2 separate regions of the Macaca mulatta genome follow, and region 2 is linked to region 1. Evidence: chromatin contacts called from public Hi-C data. All regions are on one chromosome and are shown on one strand. The core of a region is the stretch at or near the end of the contact, and the rest is flanking DNA. Distances in the headings are between cores, read along the strand shown. Region 1 holds the start of TMSB4X (thymosin beta 4 X-linked). Region 2 holds the start of TCEANC (transcription elongation factor A N-terminal and central domain containing).

Evidence for each region. Hi-C and Micro-C count contacts between places; a contact is called where the count stands out from the background.
Region 2: a Hi-C map of fetal cortical plate shows a contact between it and region 1, with 3 times the contacts expected there. The contact joins the promoter of TCEANC here to the promoter of TMSB4X in region 1. A contact is called at or near these places in 2 of 14 Hi-C or Micro-C datasets (fetal cortex germinal zone and fetal cortical plate).

What each region holds. Positions count from the first base shown.
Region 1 is chrX:12,579,994-12,587,093 of T2T-MMU8v2.0, reverse strand. TMSB4X (thymosin beta 4 X-linked) reads right to left here and starts at 2,575. Exons shown (of 3, transcript NM_001260557.2): 1 at 2,517-2,575; 2 at 1,311-1,426; 3 at 447-893. The coding sequence starts at 1,410. The coding sequence ends at 859.
Region 2 is chrX:13,297,485-13,304,584 of T2T-MMU8v2.0, reverse strand. It overlaps TCEANC (transcription elongation factor A N-terminal and central domain containing), which reads right to left and starts at 3,520. Exons shown (of 4, transcript XM_077988142.1): 1 at 3,401-3,520; 2 at 1,230-1,314. The coding sequence starts at 1,252.

The DNA of each region.
Region 1 (7,100 bases), core at 1,326-3,825:
GGCCATTAGAAAATGAGTAAGCAAAAGTCCTAAATTCCTTAACGCAGCTGCTAAAAATGTAATTTTTACTCGTCTGTTAATACTAGCACTTGGTTAAATAACCAAGTTCAATTTGATGCCTGAAATAAGATACTGTGCTGTAAATTATCACCTTCATTTTCTTGAGCACGTGCAATAAATGCAATGTCAGCTTATCAAAACCCGTAAGAACTGCAAATATATTTTTATTAAAGTTCTCATACAACTCATACTAGGAATTCAATCAGCCTGAGAAAATGATCACCTAGTATAGACAAGGTATTTTGCATACCTGGGTGAAACCCATTTCTACACCATAAGGGAATTTATCCAGTCACCAGATGCTTGTCCCTCCCCAGTGGACCAAGAGGTTAGGCCTCTTTGCAAAGGTTTCATCCGCGATCCTTCCAGAGACCAGACACACCAGCTAAGTTTTTAAACTTTTTATTTGCATATTAAAAAAATTGTGCATTCCGATAATTAAAATCATTTGAACAAAAAAAAAATGGCACTCTGATTAAACTGCATTACAGCCTGCAGGACACCTTGGGCCAGCTTGGTTTTACTCTAGATTTCACTGTCGTCCCACCCCCACTTCTTCCACCCCACTTCTTCCTTCACCAACATGCAAGTTCTTTCCTTCCCTGCCAGCCAGATAGACAGATGGGAAAGGCAGGCGCGGCCTTCGTTGTCAGTAGTTCTTTGATGTGAAAGGGGCAGCACAGTCATTTAAACTTGATCCAACCTCTTTGCATCTTACAAAGTTAAACAGCTAAAAGAAGTAAAATAAGAAGGCAATGCTTGTGGAATGTACAGTGCATATTGGCGGCGCACGCCTCATTACGATTCGCCTGCTTGCTTCTCCTGTTCAATCGCTGTGACCAGAAAAAGAAAAAAAAAGATGGAGGGAGATGATTAAAGGATTCAGTACAGACTACTATAAAGGGCTTTCATTTAAAGCATCTTTTCAAATCAAACATTCTGCAAGGTATTCCATAATGGAATAAAATATGTATATTGAATATACTAAATAGAAGTATATTTTAACGGACAAATGTGTTTTTATATTAATATGGCATATTAAATATTCCATAACTAAATTACTAAAGCCCTGTGTTTGTTGGCTGCAAAACCATTTTTAATTAACCTTTGCAAGCCACATTCATCAGCTGTCGGCTCTTCCCCCGCACTCCCCCCTCCCGAATTCTTCCCGCGGCCCCTCCCAGCCTCCCGCCCTCCCACCGGCCGCTCCCACCCAGCCTTTCTAAAGATGGGGGTGGGTCGGAGCTTACTTTCTTTGGAAGGCAGTGGATTTTTCTCTTGCGTCTCTGTCTTCTTCAGTTTCGACTTATCGAATTTCTCGATCTCAGCCATATCGGGTTTGTCAGACATGGTTGCGGAGGAAAAGCTGCAGGGAGCAAGCCAAGAGCGAGCGTGAGGAAGAGCCACCCACCCCCAGTGTCTCTGGGCTGGGAACTGCGCTTCTGCCCTGCGACCCGCAGCCTGAAAACCCTTCTCGCCCTCCTTCCGCTGCCGTTCCACACTCACGAGCTTCCTCTTTCTACAGAAAAAGGGGCGACACTCCCCGCGCCCCTCCTCCCCATATTTCAAAACGCTGGGGACCAAAGAGGGCGGATGCCTCTCAAAGCCGAATCTTGCAGAATAAAGGAAATTGACCAATGCGAATTGTTCATTACAGCGTTTAAAATTAAAGGCTGGCTAGGACAAGGAAATAGGAAACCCACTTCCGAATTCAAGTGGGAAAAATCGGCAAGAATTCTTAAAATGGAACCCAGGCAGCAAAAGCGTTTCCTTTTTCTAGCCGCGGCCTCTCCGCAAAGGATGCGGGCCGGATCTGGCTTTCTCGTCCTCTCACAAAGGCGGCGGCCGCGGCTGGAGCTTCCGACCACCGCCCTACCCGCTTCCTCGCCCGCGCCACAATGCAGCCCCGCACACAAAGCGACTGCCGCGCGCCCCGAAGCCGGTCTTGCCTGCTTTCCCGGCAATTCGGCATCCCTGGCACACATGTCTCTGCAAGAAGGGCTGTGAAAATGTCATGGCACAGCCCCACCGCCGCCAGGCTGCACAGATGCAGCCCGCGCAGCCGTCCGAGACTGGGAGGAGGCTCGGGGCTCGGGAGATGAACCTCAGAACAAAGGACCTGTCTGTTCTCCCCCATCTCAGCCTCCCAGGCAACGCACAATACCTTTGCGGGCAAACACTAAGAAATTTTTTAAGGTCCCCTCCGAGCAGCACGGCAAAACGCCAGTTTTTCGGTTTTGTTCTTAAATCATCGATTTTCCCACCCCATTACCCAGCATCTAGGGTGTTTCGCACCCCCCCAGCTCCCCAAAGCAGCCTGCCCCGGGAGAACCACTCAGGCTCGGCTTTAGGAAATGCCTTCACAGGGAAGCGGATGATGAAAGGGCGAGCACCGTGGGAAGGGGACTGAGGCAGGAAGGCAGGAGGAGGAAGGAGGAAGGGGCCCTGGGGCTCACCGGAGCGAGGCGCACGAAAACGAGCGAAGTCTGGTCTGAGCAGTGGCCACCACCGAGTTGTCGGGCGGGGTGCGGCGGGCGCCGCTTTATGGGCGCTCCTATGTAAATGAGGTGATGTCACCCGCCGGCCCGCTTAACTCCTTCGCGCCGCGTCTCGGAACGGCATCCGGAGGCCTGCCAGGCTTTTGGGGAGCCCCACCCCCACCCGGGGTCCACTAGTGCACCCTAACCACAACATGGCGAAAAAAATAAATGAGCAAAGCACGCTCCAACACTTCCTTCATAACACATTTTCCCCTTTTACGTTTATTTCATTACGATGAATTTTTGCAACAGCAGCGCAAAAATTGCTCTTGGGGACCAGTGCATAATAACTAAGGGTCGGGGTGGCACCTAGGGTGACAGGCATTCTTTTATTGCGAAACTGCCTTTGTCTACTGTGGACATCTCCACACAAGGGCGCGGTGTCTCTCGCTGGAGAGCCTGGCCGGCTGCAGGGGTACGATTCCTGTGACTCAGCTTTCAGACCAGTGGAGGGCATGCGCCCCACCCCGGGCCTCTTTGTCTTCCTCGCTGGCGTTCCTCTTGCCTTGGGTGGGACGTAAAGCACCCTTAAGTGATTTTAAAAGAGAAAGTTTCATCACTGTAACATCCATATTGTTTCAGCAGCATAATTTTTGTGACCACTCAACAGTAATATTTGCTGGGTGTAGGGTAATTTGTCTGGAGTTTATAGGGTAAAACACCTCCCTCTTAGCAAAATAAGTCAAGCTCAAGCTCTGCCATTGACTTTACTGCCTGGCAATGAGGAAGTTCTTTACCTTCCTCTTCCTTATTTTCATAAATTATAAAAGTGATGGCTAAGGAGGCCTGCGTTGAATTCCGAAGACGACAGTTACATGATCTCTAACATCTTAAGGTGAAATTCAAAAATCAAATTATATTTTCAAGGGAGCGTTTCCAGCACTAGAACATCTCTGAAGTGCATCTGCATCTGGAAATATAAGAAATTCGGGTAGAGGGAAGCAGTTTTCAAAATGGCACCTGACTCTGTGAATACCAGTGACCCACTTGCTACTGAAAATTAGTTACAAATACCATGGCACGCGCCTGCAAATGGCGTGTGAAAGGAAAAAGACTCCCCGGTTATAAAGAGGCCTAGCTGTGATTATTTCTAAGAAACAAGGCAGTGTGCAAAATATTCCTTCTCCTTTTCCGTGGCCTGGGGAAATGTTTCTAGAAACCCCTTGCTAATCATTTTTATGGCACAGGCTTTTGTCTCGCTGGGGATTAGAGTCAACCTTATATATAGACCCTTGAATGCCACTGCCAGCAGCTCGGACTTCCCCGTTTCTTCATCTACTTCGACTTCCTTTTTCCTGGGGAGGAAAGAGGTGGGGGTGAGCAGGGGCAGGTGACCGTCTGGTTCCCTAGTTAATGCTCTGCTGGGTGGCTGCCTTCCTGGCCTCCAAATGGGGCACTGGACCTGTTCGTGCATGCACCGAATGTCACCTGTCTGGTATCAGTCGCCCGCCTCTGTTCCATGTTGGGAGTCCACTTCATCGTTGAAACACAGAAAAGATCTTGCAGGGTGCCTTTAGAGCTGGCAGCTGCTGTTGTACCGACACCGTTTCCGCAGGTTCTGTGATTCCATTTCCCCTCGCCCAGCTGCTGTCGAAAATCATTTCTTTCCTCCCAATGTCTCCTGATGACAAAGGAGTGCCACTACCTTCTCCTGGCTTCTTCTCCCAAGGGCCTTTCCTCAGAAAGAGTTAGGCCTCACTGAAGCAATTCTCCAAAGGAGATGGACGAATGCAAACTTGGAAATGTCTGGAGAAGTTTTCCAGTGCAGTAGCAAGCAGCCTTCCACTGTGCTGGAACACTGATAGAGGCCAGGTGGGAACAGAGAGGAAGAGAAAGAGATGACTGCTTAAAGGAAAAGAGTTCCCATGATTGGGATTGACCTGCAAACGGGTCAGGAGACAGAGAGAGACACGAAAGGGAAGGGTGGTGCAGATACAAGGACATGCAAACCAAAGGAATATTCTTAAAAGTTGCATGAGTGGCCATGTGAATGAATCTTTCTGTGCTGGAGTTTTCTCATCTGTAAAATGGGTTCATTGCAACACGGACCTCACAGGGTTGTTGGGAGGATTAAATGCTTCAGACAGTGCATGACAATTAGTAAGCTCTTTCTATTGTTATTATTCATATTATTTAGGATGGAAGGTTGAGGAAAAATAATAAAATAATTGTCTGTGTTTAGAATTAAAATTTTTAGGTGTCTTGATATTATTTCTCCTATACATTTATATATTATTATATATTATTTCTATATAATTAATATATATGAATATATATTATTATTTTCGCTTACAAAATGTTGATAGAAGATCTTTTGGTAGTTCTACAGCAAATACAAAATGATGACTCCTGTCAGTTGATACTTTCTAAGAGTCAGGCATTGTAACAGAAGTTTTATATTTGTTTTTTCCTTTCTTCCCCACCGCCTTTCCATAAGAAGTTTCCAGATGGGGAAACTGAGGCTTAGAAAGCCATCATTGGGTTACATCAGCTGGTAGCCACTCTGTTGTATATGCCAAGAGCATACAAAAGTCCTCCCCGCATCCTCTTAGTCTGTGCCCGAGAATCACCAGGAAGAGTGTGAGGAGCTAAGCTGTTGTGCTTTCCACAGTGTCTGGTGGATAGTAGTTGCTCAATAACAGTTCTCCCACTGCACTGAATTGATTTTCTTTTCTTTTCTTTTTTTGAGACAGAGTCTCCCTCTGTCACCCAGGCTGGAGTGCAGTGGTGCGATCTCGGCTCACTGCAACCTCCACCTCCCGGATTCAAGCCATTCTCTGCCTCAGCCTTCCATGAATTGATTTTCTTACATGAGGGAGGTACTTGAACTCAGGTGTTGAACCTGTGACTCCAATTGCCTCGCTTTCTTCTCCTCAGATAATTAAATCCATTTAGTCTTAATGTTCTAGATGTCAGAATGTTCCAGGATCATTCCTGCCCCAGGCAGTTACATTTATAAGTCTGTTAGTCTGTGCCGGGCACAACTACCATTGAGGTAGGAGTTTTCGATACCAATTAAAAAGACAGAGGCATACAGGGGCAAAGGAACTGCCTACAACAGGTGCAGATGTTGTTCCCAGTGAGACCCACCCGTTCCCCCCCCCCAAAAAAAGGCCTTGGGTGACTCTGGGTTGTATGGTGCACTCTGGCCCTGGGGCTCTCTGGTGAAAGATAAGTAGAGTCCACTTTGCCCCTGTCCTGTCTTCCTCATCTCACGGGCCACAGCGCCCCATGAAAAATGTGCCAACATTGCCTACATTGAAAGGCGGTTGCCCTCCAACCCTGTGCCTGGTGGAACCCAGAAAAGGTGTCAGGGGATGCAGTTTTATTTTGCTTTCCAAGGCGGTCCTACGATAGAGTCGTAGCTATTTCTAACCGTGGAGAAGTTGGCTAGAAGTCTGAATTCATGAAAATGAGTTATATTAGTTTGAACCTATTTAATTTTGTGCCAAGAACTTACCAGAAGAAGAGAAGAAGGAAGAGGAGGGAGGAACAGAAGAACACGAACAAAGCTGAGCTCCCAACTCTTGCTTTCTCAAGCCCAGATCCCTTTGTCTGAGTTTCAGGGCCTCCTATCATTTGCCCCACCTGCCTGCACCCCACGTTCCCCTGTGGCCCCTGCAGTCTCCATCTCGTCTCCCTCACAGCGGAGCCCTCCTTCCACTGATTGGAATCTAAATCCCCTTAAAGACACAGCCTAAGTACCCCCGTGAATAACAGGAAAAGGAAAAGAGAAAGGATATTTAGTAGAGTAGCTATATCTTGTACCCTCAGTTATAAGCCCTTTTAAACAATATCTGATTTCATTCTCACCCTATGGAGTGAGTAGTAATATCCCCATTTTACTACTAAAGAAATTGAGGCTCCGAGAATTTAAGCAATTTGCTCTTAATCAAAAGCCCAGGTCTGTCTACCAAGTCTTTCCACTGAGGCCTATCTCTGCCTTATCTTTAGTTGAAGTATATTTCTCCAGGACTCCCACCCAGAACGGCCCCACATGGTGCAAAGAGAAGGGCGAGCAGGGGGTAGCAGGAAAGCAAAGAGGAGTGAAAGAACACCCTCGCCTGTGCTCAGTGCAGAGTGCCGTGCTGCTAATTGTCCTTTTTGCTTTATTGATCCAATGGAAACTTTACAGCCAAAAGAAATGTAAAAGGGGATCTCATTCAACCCAGTTTCCCTTCTGTGGCTTGAATTTTCCTCTACAACATCCCCTCCAAGTGGTTACTCAGCCTCCACACAGCCAGGGAACAATACAGAAGCAAAGAATTTTCAAGTTAACGCAGGGGGCAATGAGTAGCTTAGCTTGGCAGGCACTTGCGTAAAATGAGAGAAAGTGACAGGAAATAACGCTGGGAGCCAGGCAGGGGCCAGGTTGTAGAATAATGATAGTAACAATCATGGCTGTAACCATAGCAGTAATAACAGCAAGTGCTTTCTGAGTGCTTTCCATATACTGGGGAGCTTTCCATGTAGTATTTCTTGAATCCTCACACAATCCTA
Region 2 (7,100 bases), core at 2,271-4,770, 720 kb before region 1:
CTGAGTATATACTAAAAAATGGAATTGCTGGATTATATGGTAATTCTAGTTTTAATTTTTTGAGGACCCACTATATTGTTTTCCATTCCCTTCCACATTTTTAATAGCATTTAAATCCAGTCAAACTTTCTAGTCCTCTGTGGGACCATCATGTGGATATAAAGGATTTATTGCCCTAGGAGGGTATAACGTGGAAGCCATTGAGATATAAAATTCTGACAATTGCTATAAAAAGACAAAGTAAGGCATATGTCCAGCTTAGTTCTACATAGTTCATTCAATAAATATATATTAGGGATAGAGTATGTGCTAGATGCTGAGCCTAAACAGTCTCTGCCTTGAAGGAGCTGATAGCCTAGTGGAAGTAATACTGACAAGAAACTGGCCAGTTACAACACATGTGGTATTTCAACGTGGACAGACACTGGCTGCTAGAGAAAACACACACAGGGTGGTACCAAACCCTATCTGGGCTCTCCATCATCTGGACAGCTACAATTTGCTTCTTCACTGCCTTCACTCTACTTCTACACTCTACTCACAAAGTGAGTCTGGCACTTTGTTAGAGGGATCATCCTCTAGTACAGATCTCAGCAAGATATTCCCTCATTTTCCTGCTTAAAGCCCTTCAGAGGTTTCCCCTTGCTTTCATGATGGAGCCAAAGCTTCTTGGCCAGTGGCAAAAAGAGCCGTAGCAGGCCTCCCTCTTGACTACTCTCAACCACTGATGGGCACAGCTCTGTGCCTTTGCTCAAGCAGCATCCTGAGCCTGGCTGATCTCCCACCATTAGTGGTTCTTAACCCTGATTGCACATTAGAATCATCTGGGGGAAATTAAACAACAAAAAACAAAAACAAACAATGGCAGGGCCTCACTCCAGATAGGATGAATTAGGATCTCTGAGGGTAGGGCCTGCACACTGGCTCAGCTCTCCAGGGTGACTCTGATTTAAACCACACACAGGCATACAACCCTCCTCCACACCCCAGCAGGACCTCCCAGTTAGGCTGCCATCAGCCCCAAAGACAGCTCTGGTTCTGCTCCTGGACTGAATGCAGACAACTCTGACTTTGGCTTTTTCTAGATGAGTCTCATTCAGTCAGAAAAGATTTGAAACACCTACTGTGAACAATGCAGCTGACAACCTTCTCCACAAATTACACATGACAACTGTAATATTTTAAATGTCATAATGTACACAATCCCTGATACTCACCCCCTCACTTACCTCTTCACAGTGGAAGGCAACATATATTTATTGAGCAACTCTCTGGGACATACACTCTCCTGTCATCTCAATCCTCACAATATTCCTGAAATACAGATAATGGCTTATTTTCATCTTACAGGTGAGGAAACCTGCTAAAAACAGTAAATAATTTGCATGTTTTTTTTTCAGGGTGTTCATCACATTTAAAAAACGTTTTTACTGCCTTCCCCACAAGACCATAAGAGAAGATCCACATGTTTTATTCACCTATACACACCTAGCAAACACCCAGCCAGTGCTTACTATTACTTAACACATTTTTGTTGTTGTTAAATGAGTGATGAGCATACAGGATGCTCTCTCTCTTCTCTGCTTGTGAGCTTCATTTCTTTTCACTACACACCAGCTTGCTTGTACTCATTGCACCTAAGCCCAGTGCTCCTCGGCTTCTTCCGCAGGAGACCAAGTCCATCTCGATTCTAGTTCAAAAAAATAATTCAAAAAATTCTAGTTCAAATATATCTTGTTAAAAAAACAAAACAAAACAACCACCACCACCAGAACCATGGTGCCCACTGTGGGCTAATCAAAAGGGGTTGGGGGGTCAAAACATTTGCATAAAGAAGGTCAAGCAGGTCCAGTTCCTAGAAATGAGGGGTGCTGAGCAAGTTGGATAAGTTTCCTGACCATTCTGTGCCTCAATTTCCTCATCTACAAAATGGGAGAAATCCAACATCCTAGGATTAATGAGAATTAAATGAAAGTCTTGATAAAGTGCTTTGAACTATGGCTGTCACACAGTAAGTGTGAATAACAGGATGTGAGTCTACAATTAAAAGGCTTAAAAATATCTACCAAACCAGGCATTGTTCTAGAGCAGGGGGTCAGCACACTTTTTCTGTTAAAGATCAGAAGGTACATATTTTAGGCTTTGTAGGCCATACAATCTCTATGGACTACTCAACTCTGTTGCTCTTGTAGCAGCAACAGCAGATACAGAAAATAACATAAATGGATAGGCATGATCTTGTTCTGGTAACACTTGTTTACAAAAACAGGCAGGCTAGATTTGGCTGCAGGTCATAGTTTGTTGACCCTTTTCTAGAGCAGGGCTGTGCAACATAAATATAACATGTAAACCACAAATATGATTTAAAATTTTCCAGTAGTCATGTTAAAAAATAAAAATTGAAATTATACATTTTATTTAACCCAGTATATCCAGAATAGTCATCTCAACACGTGATTAATATAAACAAATTGAGATAGTTTACATTCTTTTTCATGCTAATTTTCCAAACTTCACTGTCTTACACTTATAGCACATCTCAATTCGGACAAGCCACATTTCAAGTGCTCAAGCCTTATGTAACTAATGGCTATCATTATTGGACACCACGGTTCTAGAACTGATGCTAATATGGATAATGCTTAGATGCATACCTATACCAAAAAGTTTATACAGTGCCAGGAAAAGTAGGCACGAAATATGGTATTGGATCCATATAAAAACTTACAAAGATTAGCTAATATTATAGTAAGCAAGGTGCACACATCTGCACAAAAATGGCCTAAACCCTGAGAAGAACGAGAGGAAAGTTCTGGAAACAATGTTTCCAGAAGTTGGTAAAAAGTCAATAATAACCTAGATCTGTTCAGATCTTTAGATCTCTTTAAAGCCTAAAGAGAAAGTGTAACTTTCTAGCCCTAACCCACTTACAGCTCCCCAGCTTCACAGAGAGCCCCGCCCTCTATGGAGAGAAATGATGCCAAATGTTGGCAGTGGTGTAGCGGTTACTTAACTGCCACTCAGTACTGCGCTAGGGCCCTTTCCCTTAATGGTGACCCCTAGTAAAGGTGCAGCGAGAGGAAGAGACCAGCCCAACAGCCCGGTCTAACCCGGGTTCGAGTTCCGGTGGGTGGGGTCGAGCAACATGCAAAGCCTGCCGCTAATCATCTTGGGATGACGGCCCAGCACCCAGCACACAAGCAGCTGCAGTCCCGAGGGTTCAGCCCACTCTGGCGACCTCGGCAGTCGGAGAGGAAGGGGCGGGGGTGAGAGCACCTTTGGACCTACGCCGCCCAGGGCGCACCGGAAAGCCGCCGCGAGCCGGGGTGGGCTTCCGCTGGGAACAAGGGCTCGCCTTTCTGCGGGACACAGGCCCTGGCAAACCTGAAGCATGACTCACTGAAAAGCGCAGGCGCAGTTCCGGAGCTTTCAGCCGCCCAGCGTCCACGGAGAACTTCCGGTCACCGGGACAGGGACAACTTCAAGGCTTAGCCAATCCAAGCCCACAGGCTGGCGCACGTGGGCCTGGGACCCGGCGCATGCGCACTAGGGAAATGGCGCATGCGTAGAGCGAACGGCGGCGGCCGTGGGACTGGGCTCGCGCGGCTTCCTGGAGGAGGAGCTATGGCCCCGCCCCTGGCCCGATAGAAAGAAACTGCACTTTCGTTTTTTAGCAGCAAAGGTTGTTGACGTACTTTACAACTTACCTGTTCTGCTTCTACTCAGGACAGTCAAGACAGTGTTCAGCTAGATGTTCACATAACCGTAGACATAAATGTGAATCTATTTAACGCAGTAATTAATTCAAAAAGTGTTTTTAACATCCTAGCATGCAACAGTTGATATGAAAGTAGTAAATGTTAATTGAGTGGTCATGTGCATCCTGGACTTCTCATCTGTGCACATTCTCATTCTTTGCCTGCAAAGGGCCAGTAAAAGCACAGTGATGGTTGAACGAATGTGACAGCCTCCTATGCTGATGCCTTACTCCAAAGTAATTTGGGGAAAGGTTCAGGGAAGCAGATTATCCAATCCAATACTCTGGACTGGGTGCTGGCAGAAAGGAGGGCGATTGTATGATTAAGTATCATAATAAATCTTACCTAAAAGGAGGGGAGACAAGACCAGTGACTCATTAACTTACCTAAAAGGAGGGGAGACAAGACCAGTAACTCATTAACTGGGATAGGGGATGTTTGGTCATTTTTGTGGTTTGGACAATGTTTATGTTTTTTCAGCATTCCCACGTGATTACAAAGGAGTCTTGTTTTTGTCTTGATCCATCCGGTCAAAGAGTGGTCACGTCTGATGGTGTTCTGTGAAGTATTTATGTTCCACGGAGCACCAAGGCCCAGCTGTGACTGCCGGGTCAGCTCAGAGCTGTCAGGGGTTACTTTTATCTTGCTGTCTATTACAGGGCTAAAATGTTTGCCATTGTAAATTGTAATGCAATTTTCACTTAAGAATTATATAATACCTTGTTGAAGAAAAAATTATTTGGCTGGGCGTGGTGGCTCACGCCTGTAACCCCAGCACTTTGGGAGGCTGAGGCAGGCGGATCACAAGGTCAGGAGCTCAAGACCATCCTGGCTAACACGGTGAAACCCCGTCTCTACTAAAAATACAAAAAATTAGCCGGGCGTGGTGGCACGTGCCTGTAATCCCAGCTACTTGGGAGGCTGAGGCAGAGAATCGCTTGAACCCAGGAGGCGGAGGTTGCAGTGAGCTGAGATCGTGCCCTGCACTCCAGCCTAGCGACAGAGCAAGACTTTGTCTAAAAAAAAAAAAAAGAAAAGAAAAGAAAATTATTTAATGACACTTGTCACTTGTTAAAGCATGGTAAGGAAGACTTTATTCAGGACCATTGAGGTAGACATAGGGACCACTGCAACAGGGTCTTGCAGTGGGGAAGAGAGATTGGGCTCAACTTCAAATGTGGCATGGAAAAGTGAGAATTTATAGCCAAGGAGCAAGGAAGGGAGGTCAGTGAATGGACCTCCCTGACCTTTGCTGTAGAAATTTCTGGCCCAGTTCATCTGGAATGAATCTAGGGCTGCCAATGGATTCTAAAGAGGTTGCTGAAAAGTTGGTTCTTTTGGGCAATTTAAAAATGGAATACTTATAAAAGTACTCACATCTGTGATAATTTATCATGCATAGTTTTCAGGCCTTTGTTTTAAAATCATCTTTCAGCTGCTTCAATACTCTGGAATTCTCTTTGATAAATTTCCCTTAGTGCAGCGGAAACCTCTTTTCAATCCTTATTAAGTCTCTGAGTAGCAATATATTAACAGATATTCTGAGCTCATGCAGACAGCCCTTTCCTGCGAATTCCCAAGGAAGAGAGGCAAAATCCTTTATGGGCCTTCTCCAGAGGCTAATGTTACACATTGCTGAGGGAACAGTTACAGATGTTTTCCATGGAATGAGGTCAGAGAAACTGCCTCTTTCTGGGTTCTGAGGTGCCGGCCGGTGTTCATTTCCTGATAAAACACCAGGACCAGACACTGGGCTTAACTGGGGATGTTCTTATAAGTCACAGTATGGAAGGCATAGGATTAAAACAATGAACAGTTCCCTTGAAATCTCAGGAGTTACAGAATATTAGGAAATAGAACAAAAAGTCATACATTATAGAAACAGAAACCTTATGTTTAAGTTCTGCAACATATTTCTCAGACTTATGCAGGTGAAATGACAGAGAAGCAGCAAACATGGTATCTCCAGTGAACATCCCCAGAGGCTCCCAGAAGAGCTAGTTCCATGGGTCAGGCAGTGCCTGGCTGGTGGGCCACAGACTGCTTAAACCAACCTAGTACCACTTTTGTTCTTTGGAGGTGCCCACTTTGGAGATCTTTTGGAGGACCCTCCCTTTGCTGGTAGCCTCTTCTTACCCATTCCATGGTTCAGATGCTGTACCCTCTGGTTGACTGCTGGCTCCTGCTTTTGGTAGTACATCCCACACAAATTTTTTCTGTCAGGTTACCTCACTTGCAGGCCTCTTGGTCAGGGTCCTTCCAAGACAGCCTAGGCCCAGCTGCTTGCTTGATGTGTACTTAGCCCATGGGAACAACCCAGTGGCTCTGCTCCCCACCCAGCCCTGGAAGCAGGGCTGTTCCCTCTGCAGCCCTTCTCGTCATCTTTACAGTCGGTCTTAGGTAGCTCTAGCTGGCTTCTCGCCTATTCATTGTTTTTTTTTTGTTTTTTGTTTGTTTGTTTGTTTGTTTTTTTGGAGAGTTAGACACCATTCTACAACAGGGGCACCTGTCCATCTCTCTGAGTGGTTCTGTCAAAGTCCCCCTCACTTGCCTTGGAGTGGGGTGGGAAGGAAGCTTCCAGAACTGTAACAACCCTCTTTCACTCTTGCCTTCTCCTGTACATAAGCTGAAGAGTGGCAAGGGGGCTCACCATTTAGTAAGCCCTGGGTAAATGGTCTAACATCTGTCATTAGAACCAGGAGACACTTAACATTGTGCTCACCTTTGGGGCCTTGGACAAAACTCTGAGTCAGGAAATATCCCATGTAACATCTTCTTGTACCTGTAGTAATCTCCAGATCAGTTCCATACCTCTTATTCTCCTTTTCTGTATCATTTGTCCATTTTGCTAATTTCTCTAGAAGGTATGTTATTCTACTATACATTTATGGCAATATATTTAGTGGAGAAATGATGAAGGACCAGAAAGTCTGGCTTCAGTCACCTCTTGGTTGATATGGTATGGCTATGTCCCCACCCAAATCTCATCTTGAATTGTAGTTCCTATAAGGCCTATGTGTTGTGGGAGGGACCTGGTGGGAGGTAACTGATTCATAGGAGCAGTTACCCCCATGCTGTTCTTGTGATAGTGAGTTCTCATTAGATCTGATGGTTTTATAAGGGGTGTTTCCCCTTTTGCTCTGTACTTCTCCTTGCTTTCACCATGTGAAGAAGGATATGTTTGCTTCCCTTTCCACCATGATTGTAAGTTTCCTGAGGCCTCCCCAACCCTGCAGAACTGTGAGTCAATTAAACCTATTTGCTTATTAAAATACCCCGTCTCAGGTATTTCTTCAAAGCCGTGTGAGAACGTACTAATACATTGGTGCATATCATAAGAGG